Regions from separate parts of the Mus musculus genome. Here all the other regions are linked to region 2. Evidence: chromatin contacts called from public HiChIP or PLAC-seq data. All regions are on one chromosome and are shown on one strand. The core of a region is the stretch at or near the end of the contact, and the rest is flanking DNA. Distances in the headings are between cores, read along the strand shown.

Region 1 (2,700 bases), core at 109-2,608, 220 kb before region 2:
TTTAAACAGAGAAAGTAGTGAAGGCCGGTCATCCCAGCTATTCCAGAAGCTGAGGCAGGAGGATTGCAAGTTCAAGGTCAGTCTGGGTTACTGAGCATGGATCCTGCTTCAAAACAAAACCTGCAAAAAGGGCTGGGGATATACATCAGTGGGAGAATGCTTGCTCTGGGTTCAGTCTCCAGCGCTGGAGAAACAAAACAGCCACCCCAATTAGAAAAGAAAAGAAAAGAAAAGAAAAGAAAAGAAAAGAAAAGAAAAGAAAAGAAAAAAGGAAAGGAAAGGAAAGGAAAGGAAAGGAAAGGAAAGGAAAGGAAAGGAAAGGAAAGGAAAGAAAAGAAAAGGTAGAAAAACAGACAGGAAGGAAGGAAGGAAGGAAGGAAGGAAGGAAGGAAGGAAGGAAGGAAGGAAGGAAGGAAGGAAGGAAAAGAGAGGAGAGGGCTAGAGAGAGGACAGGTTGGTAGAGAGTCATCTTGTATACAAGAGGGCTTCACTTTGGTTCCCTAGAACCCACGTGAAAGAAGCCAGACATAGTGGTGCCCGCCTGCAATCCCGGCACCGGGGGACAAAGATGGCTGATCGGTGAGACTCACTGGCCATGCACGTTATGGCAAGCTCCGGACAATGAGAGACTCTGCCTCAAAAATCAAGGTGAATGCTAATCCATCACCTGATCCCCCAATGCCAGCAACTGTCCTGTGACTTCTGCATGCACACATCAGAACACATATGTTCTAGTGTGTGCGTGCGCGCGCACACACACACACACACACACACACACACACACTTTTTTTTTTTTTTTGAAAGAGGAAGGTAAGAATCCAAAATAACAAGGAGGGCCGTCTGAATCCTGAACGCCGCTGCCAGCCCTGAACTTGGGCTCCTGGCTGCAGTGTCTCCACTGGCTTCAGTCCTGGGGAAGCCTGTTTTCTCTTCTCAAGGCACATGGATTTCCTGGAGGCCCCTGTGTGCTGGGCGCCGTGCCAGGCTCCTTTGCTTTTTTCCCAAAAGAACCCCGGGGGCGTGTCCTCGCACTGTGGTTCCACTTCTGTCCGGTGCTCCTCCCCCAGTTCCACCGTGGCCATAAAGTGGGTAGAGCTCCCAGCTGCGAGCAGGGGTAGGGGCAACAGTTCTCCCCTCTGCTCTGAAGTGTGATGGGAGGGGAGTCCCCGCTGGGACAACATTTACTTTGTACCACTGCCAGGAGAGAGGGAGAGGGGGTGGGGGGGTGGGGCTCACGAGCGAGCATACCCAATTCCAAAATATTTCTGACAAAACCTGGCACTTCTGGTTCTAATTAAAACCCTGAACTTTGGAACAAATTTCATCCCACAGCCCTCCTCGCCGGGAAAGGGGGTGCAGCGGAGACTTCGCTTCATAACCACAACAAAAATAGCTTCTCCTGAGGAAGGCGCCCGGTACTAACAAGGCCACTTTTGTTTTACTCCCCTGCCATCTGTCTGGGGATGCCAGGGGCTGGCTCTGCTCCTGACTCCTTTGGCAGAGAGGGGACAGGAGCCGGGTGGCGCTGTGGACAGCTTCTCAGCCTCTTGGCAGAGGGGGGCCATGCATCTCCACCTTCAGATAGCCGGAAATCCAGGCCAGATGGAAACGTCACCAATCCCCTCTGTTTCTGAGACCAGCGCGCAAGAAGTGTGGTTCCAGCAGGTGGAGAAAGATCTTAAGCTTGCAAACTGCTCTAGCCCAGTGGTTCCCAATGCTGCGACCCTATAATACAGTTCCTCATGTTGGGGCGACCCCCCCACCAACCATCAAATTATTTTCGTTGTCACTGGATAATTTTGCTACTTTGATGGATCATAGTGTAAATATTTTTGGAGATAGAGGTTAGCCAAAGGGATTGCGCAACCCACAGGCCTAGAACCACTGGTCCACTCTAACATGGAGGGGAATAAATTCTCTAGGATATCTTTGGGATTTTATCCCACTCCCTCCCTCCGCCCCCACCAAACACAGGGGAGGCTTAGATGTTGGGCGAATCTCTTGTGCACCGTATACAGGTTGTCTTTGTATGAAGCATCCCATCTCTCAGCGTTTTGCAAGCATCTTATCCATGGCCTTCTGATTGGATTAATAAAGAGATGAACGGCCTATGGCAGAGCAGGAAAGAATAGGCGGGGCTTCTGGGGAGAGTTGGGAACTCTGGGAAAGTCTGAGCGCGGACAGTTATCAGTCAGACATCATTCACCAACCAGATTCCGGGAAGGAGCAAGTGTGGAGAATGTAGATTAGTAGAAACGGGACATTTAAGTATAAGAGCTAGTTAGGAACAAGCCTAAGCCAAGGCAAGGCTTTCATAATTATTAAAAAGTGTCTCCCTGTCGTTACTCTGCTGCTGGCGCCTCAGAGACAGTCCTGCTATACTTGGACTGTATAAGCGGAGTTGAGACTGCTGTCTGAGGTTTGCAGCGGGGTGTTGAGGCACTCTGAGGTTCTGCAGATGTAAGGGCTGACACTTGCCCATTGTCTCTGCCAGCATCAGAGTGTGACAGGACAGGGCTGGCTTGAAGAGCCCTGAGGTCAAGTGCTCACGCTGGTGGGACCAGAACCCTCCCTGCTATACCAAGGTGCATTTGTTGGTTGGAGAACACTTGGGATTGTTCCTTGGCTGGGCACATCTGAGCAAGCCACTGTCTCATGGCACATCCAGCTATTCATATTTCTTACTTTAAAAGCATAAGT
Region 2 (2,700 bases), core at 49-2,548:
GGAGGTGAGAAGCCCCCACCCCCAGGATGGGGCTCTGGTGCCAGCTGGATTGTTCTGCTGGAATGTTCCTGCTAGAGTTGACCCTTTAGCCCTCTTCTGAGGTAAGCTGGTAGGGGAGACCACAGGGAAGCAGGTCTAGAAGGCAAGATGGCTTTCTTAGCAATTTAACTCTGTGAGATCCAAGCAGGTCAGCAAACTGGTCTGACTGACAGTGGTCACCACTCCAGGAATGGTAATTATCCCAGGTGACCCTAGGGAGCCATGCCAGTAGGGACAGTCCATAACCCCACCCCCACTACCTTTAAGTTCAGGCTACACAGAGTCACTTGTGTCAATATATTGTTGTACAAATTTGGTAGTTTATGACATGTCCTGGCACCGTTGAGACCCAATTATGAGAAGCCAGAGTGGAACTGGGAACCCAAAGTTGGAAAAGCTGTTAGCTTCTGGCAACGGATCTCCTCCAACTTCGCTGTTCCTGGCCTCAAAACACTTAACAACAAAAATCCATTTTTAATGAGAATTCTTTCTCTTTTTTTTTCCTTTTATTTTAAACCAGCGACTTCACACTTTGGGCCAGCAGACTCCAGCCTCCCTTACAAGCAAGAATTGACTCTAAACTGATTATGGGGGGCGCGCGGGGGGGGGGGGCGTGTCCGGTGGGCTGCCCGGTCAGAGTGGCTGAGGCAGTGATTGACTGGGCATTAAGTCATTTGGTTCCCACTGTCCTTCAGTACAAGCCTGGCCAGCCGGGCCAAGTAAAAACTCATGAGAGTCATTTTTATCACACAGGCAACGACTGCCTGGCTGTCTGAGTTTCCGTCTCCCCAACAGATTACGAATCTTACAAACCATCTATTATCCACTCGGCAACTGGCAAACGTGAACTTGGCCAACACCGAGGCAGAACGCTGACAGAACGCTGAGATCCAAGTCAGAAGAAGTGGGAGAAAGAGAGAAAATTTCAGAGACGAGCCAGACAATTTCTCAACCTGTAAAAACATGTTGTATTTACCAGGTCTGGTACGGAAGCCAAACTTGGGGCTCGGTGTTTGTCTTGGGCCCTGGGCCTGGGTTCTGTCTGATGCTCCCAGAACACTACGCCCCTCCTCCCTCTCCTCACATCTGATGATTGGCGTATTGTTTAGAGACGAAGAGGGACGATCTCGCGCTCCGGAGGAAGCTGGCAAGAAAGTTCGATTCTATAAAAAGAAGCGCGCGGTCAGGGTTCGGTTTCCTATTCTGACTCAAGGCAAAGAGACTCAGAAATTCCAACCCAGAGGGTCAGGATGGGCTCCAGAGCCTGTTCCCTCGCCTCCTGCCTCCTCCCTGTTCTCGCAACTGGCCAGCTGGGATTACACAACTCACACTAATTTTATTCCGCACGCGGCTGTTTCTCATTAGGAACCGGGATTTTTTTTTTTTTTTTAAACCTCTCGGTGCCGTGTCACTCGCGCCGGATCCAGGTGAGTAATTCCACTTCAGAACAGGAGCATTCTATTCGCACCGCAGGCGGGACTCTGAGAGACGTGCGTTTGACGCGTCGTCCAGGCAGAGACCTCCATGTTTTTGCTCGCGGTGCCAAGAGCCAATTTTCTCCTCTGAATTCCTAACTCACCAGTCTCATGGGTTCTATTCCTATTCCACTGGGGAGGAGGGAGGCGAGAACACTTGAGTCAACCCGGAGAATGTTTTTTGGATACCCAGTACCTGACAACGGCTTCCGAAGGGGTCTGTCTTCTCTCCCCTCGCTCCCCCTGCCCCCTTTTAAAAGCTGAATTCGCCAGATGTTCTGAGAGTATCTAAAACCTGGCTTTCCTGTCTTCCACATGCATTATGGTGTTGGATCCAAATCACAGCACGTCCTCAGTGGTTCTGGAGAACTAAATGAATACAGAGACGAACCTTTCTCTTAAGTGTCTGAAACCATCAGACCTAGGTGTTCGCATCCCGGTCCTTGGGATGCCTCTGGACCAAACTCACATTTGTAAACAGTAATGTGGCTTCCTAACATTAGCCTCACGCACCCTCCTTGTATATTCTTGGCTGTGTACCAGAGGAGGCAGAGCAGCTGCATCTCCCTAAACTCTCTGGGTAGAGTGAAGTGCAAGGGATGGCTCACTTGTGACTTTACTGAACCTGAAATTCGGCTGGGGGCAGGGCTCAATGTATATAGAGCACTGTAGTGTATAGTGTTATGTGCAGAGTCCTGGCTTTGATCCCTAACACCACTAAAAGAAAAACAAACAAACAAACAAACAAAAAACAAAACAAAACAAAAAAACAAAGGAAGGGCTTCAGCCACATCTGGAGAGAGCTGGGTAGGCAGTTGCCCTCTTGTCTTTGGGACTCCAGGCACCCCTGTGCCTAAGGAAGGTAGAACTCCCCCCATCCCGCCAAAGCTCCCTCTGGCTGGTACCCTGCTTTGCATAGAACAAGCCTGAGCACACCATGCCACCTTGCTAGGCCCTCGCCAGAATCCAAGAATGGCGCATTAACCAGATGGAATGCAACATGCATGTAAAGAAATAAGAGCCGTGCCAGGAAAGTTGGCAGGCTTTCTGGAATGCTTTAAACAGTGTGTGTGTGGGTAGAAAGAGTGAGCCCCGAGTCGGCCAGGCGGTCTCCTTTTCTGAGAGCTGTTTCCTTTACAGCCATAGCCTGTTTAACCAGTCAAAATAAATACGGTGTTAAAGGCCC
Region 3 (2,700 bases), core at 84-2,583, 150 kb before region 2:
ACTCCTACCATGGGTCTTCCTTTACCTTGCTGCTAAAGTCACAATCATAATAATAAAGACAAATGAAGAGGCCTCCTCTGTAGAGGAACTCCTCATTGGTGAGGGGAAGCTGGACATTAAATTAAGAACGATAAGCTCTGGGCCTACAATGAGGAGACCTGATGGCCGGGGACCTGGGATCCTTAATATCTCCATTGCATAATGGTACTGATGCTGTGGTAGGAGTAGGACGGAAGCTTGTGCCTGCCAAGCCCTGCCCTCGACAGGTGTGTGGTCTGAGGGGAGGTGGGCACTGCAGGGGAGAAAGTGAAAGAAGCTGGCTTTGCTGGTGTGTAGAGGAGGAGGGATGACCTGGGATGTGACTTCATAACTATGCTGGAGCCTCGGTGTCCCTCTTGGCTCTGTGCCTCAGTGGGGTCCCTCACAACAGAGTGGGAGTAAGGGTCAGTTCCAACACAGTGACCCCCTCTGAGGCCAGCCTGGTTGGATATTCTTGCCATTCGCCATTCCCCAGAGGAGTGAGAAGCAGTATAAAACCCCTAGGAGGACATGAAGGTCTCAAGAGGAAACACAACTGTGTAAATACATTCATTTTTGCTAGTATTCACCCCCCCACACACACACACAAATTAATAACACACAAAGCAGAAAGAGAATATCGCTTTCACCAGGCGAAACCCATGTCTGGGTCACGGGGTAGTGGGTGGTGAAGCTATAGAGGCTTATCTGCTCACTCTAGAACCCTGCAGGCGGCAAGATGGCCTGCTACAGCACTTCCCCTTCCCACCTCTTGGCCCACTGACAGGCTTGGTGTGGCCAGACCAGGCAGGCATGGAGCTTCAGGGTAACTGGGAAGGCCCCTGAGAGCTTATTTCTTCCCTACAGACCCATGGAACAGAGAAAAGCATTTGAACTTGGGCCTTGTTGGGGGGGGTGTGTGGTCTGCTATGAAGACTATGAAAAAAAATGAACTGCATTCCCATCCCTTTTGGGAGAGAGAGAGAGAGAGAGAGAGAGAGAGAGAGAGAGAACTAGCTAGCTGTCAGGGCTAAAAGAGCCGGCCTGAGATACATCCACTCAGGGTTGTCAATAACTCGGTTTTACGGATGTGCAGATTCACGGAGCTATATTTTAGTGCCTCTACATCATTGATCGGACTATCATTTCAGCTCCATAGCTCATAGCTAGAAAGCAGCCTACAGACACCCCACATTATGACCCTGCCCTCCTCGTTCGGGACACCACATTCCATTAGGAGCAGCTTGATGGATGGGCCTGATGTTGTAATCTTGCTGAGCAATTACAGTGCCATCCTATTACTGGGAGACACCCCCACCACCGCCCTGACTCCTGTACATGCAAGGCTCTGAGTAGGAGAAAGATCTGGGGAGATCCAGTACAGGAGGGTAATGGATCAGCCTTCTGGGGTTACACTCAACTGTACCTCAAAAGCCCTTAGATGAACACAGGTCCTCTGCATAACCTAAAGTCAGCAAGCATGGCAGATTCATTACCTGCTCTGTGCGGGGAGGGAGGTGCTAGAGAGGGGGGAATGCAGAGACCTTGAGTTATATAATTCCTGTCTCCTGGAACTTCTGACTCTTAGAAAGGGAAATTGGTGGTAGAGCATAGCGAGATGGGGAGAGTGGAGCTGGTCATTTGATCAGCCATCGGCCACGTGGCAGCCTGTGCTTACTGCCATCTGACTCAAACTGAGATCAAGTGAACTTCCACAGACGTGGCCATTAGGGGGCCTTTTCTCCCTCGCCATGAGAGCTACCACTAACTCATCTGCTAAGGGTTGAACTGTGTCCCTCCCCTAAGGCACATGCTAAGTTCTAGTGCCCCAAACTAGTGAATATGGCCTTTGTAAATGTAGTTTAGTTAGGCCATATTTCTCTTTTCCTTTTCTTCTTCCTCTCCCTCTTTTTTTCCTCCTCCTTTTCCTCCTCCACTTCCTCCCCTCTTTCTTTTCTTCCTCTTCCAACCCTCTTCCTCTCCTCTTCCACTTCCTCCCCTCCCCTTCCTCTTCTTCCTTTTCCTCCTCCTTCTCTTATTCCTCTCCTCCTTTTCTTCCTCGCCCTCCTCTTCTTCCTCCTCTTCTTCCCCATCCTCTTCCTCCCCCTCCTCTTCTTCCCTTCTTTCTCCTCTTCCTTTCTTCCTTCTTTCTTTCCCTCCTCCTCCCCTTCCTCCTCTTCCCCCTCCTCTGCTTTCTCACCCTCTTCCTCCTTTTCTTTCTTGCTTCCCCCTCTTCCTCACCCTCCTCCTCTTCCTCACCCTCCTCCTCTTCCTCACCCTCCCTCTGCTCCTCTTCCTCACCCTCCTTTTCCCAATACTGGGAGTTGAACCTTAGTCTCCACATATGTCAGGCAAGCACCCTACTTGCCACTGTGGTCAGTGGACCTAGAGCCCCAGAAAACCTTTCTCTTCTTTTGAGACAGAGTCTCACTAAGTTGACCTTGAATTTCAAAGTCCAAGCAGGCCTTGAACCTGTGGTCCTCCTGCATCAGCTTCTGAGCAGCTAGGGTAAAAGGCCTGCCTAGCAAGTCTGATGCTTCCTTAAGGAGGTAGAGAGATTTGAGCATAGGCACACTCAAAGCACAGGGCCATGGGGGCGGGGCCCAGACACTGAGAGAACATGGGGACCGAGTGGGCATGCTGCAGCCACAAGCCAGGGAGCTGCCCAAGCCAAGCCTCCTC

What was found. HiChIP or PLAC-seq counts read pairs in DNA pulled down with a chosen protein or histone mark.
Region 1: a contact with region 2 is called in a CTCF HiChIP or PLAC-seq map of the NIH/3T3 cell line, with 21 read pairs. The contact joins two enhancer-like sites. A contact is called at or near these places in 1 of 15 datasets of contacts at CTCF or cohesin (the NIH/3T3 cell line), 2 of 484 Hi-C or Micro-C datasets (the HPC-7 cell line and bone marrow-derived macrophages), 6 of 115 datasets of contacts at active chromatin or transcription factors (the NIH/3T3 cell line, craniofacial prominence, embryonic basal ganglia and 2 more) and 1 of 9 other capture datasets (embryonic stem cells).
Region 3: a contact with region 2 is called in a BATF HiChIP or PLAC-seq map of CD8 T cells, with 22 read pairs. The contact joins two enhancer-like sites. A contact is called at or near these places in 1 of 15 datasets of contacts at CTCF or cohesin (the NIH/3T3 cell line), 7 of 484 Hi-C or Micro-C datasets (CD8 T cells, Th1 cells, bone marrow-derived macrophages and 4 more) and 11 of 115 datasets of contacts at active chromatin or transcription factors (the 230-238 cell line, CD8 T cells, the HPC-7 cell line and 7 more).

Annotation. Positions count from the first base shown.
Region 1 is chr5:118,293,208-118,295,907 of GRCm38.p6, forward strand. No RefSeq gene overlaps it. Among named protein-coding and RNA genes, the nearest start is that of Gm25076, 28 kb to the left of the region's middle. Within about 2 kb of position 1,359, at least 132 of the 459 cell types and tissues checked have an H3K27ac peak or open chromatin away from gene starts, as enhancers often do. A contact at or near this core is called in the NIH/3T3 cell line and heart atrium, where this site is marked.
Region 2 is chr5:118,512,958-118,515,657 of GRCm38.p6, forward strand. No RefSeq gene overlaps it. Among named protein-coding and RNA genes, the nearest start is that of Gm46921, 22 kb to the left of the region's middle. Within about 2 kb of position 1,299, at least 187 of the 459 cell types and tissues checked have an H3K27ac peak or open chromatin away from gene starts, as enhancers often do. A contact at or near this core is called in CD8 T cells, the NIH/3T3 cell line and heart atrium, where this site is marked.
Region 3 is chr5:118,364,113-118,366,812 of GRCm38.p6, forward strand. No RefSeq gene overlaps it. Among named protein-coding and RNA genes, the nearest start is that of Gm46942, 5.6 kb to the left of the region's middle. Within about 2 kb of position 1,334, at least 19 of the 459 cell types and tissues checked have an H3K27ac peak or open chromatin away from gene starts, as enhancers often do. A contact at or near this core is called in CD8 T cells, where this site is marked.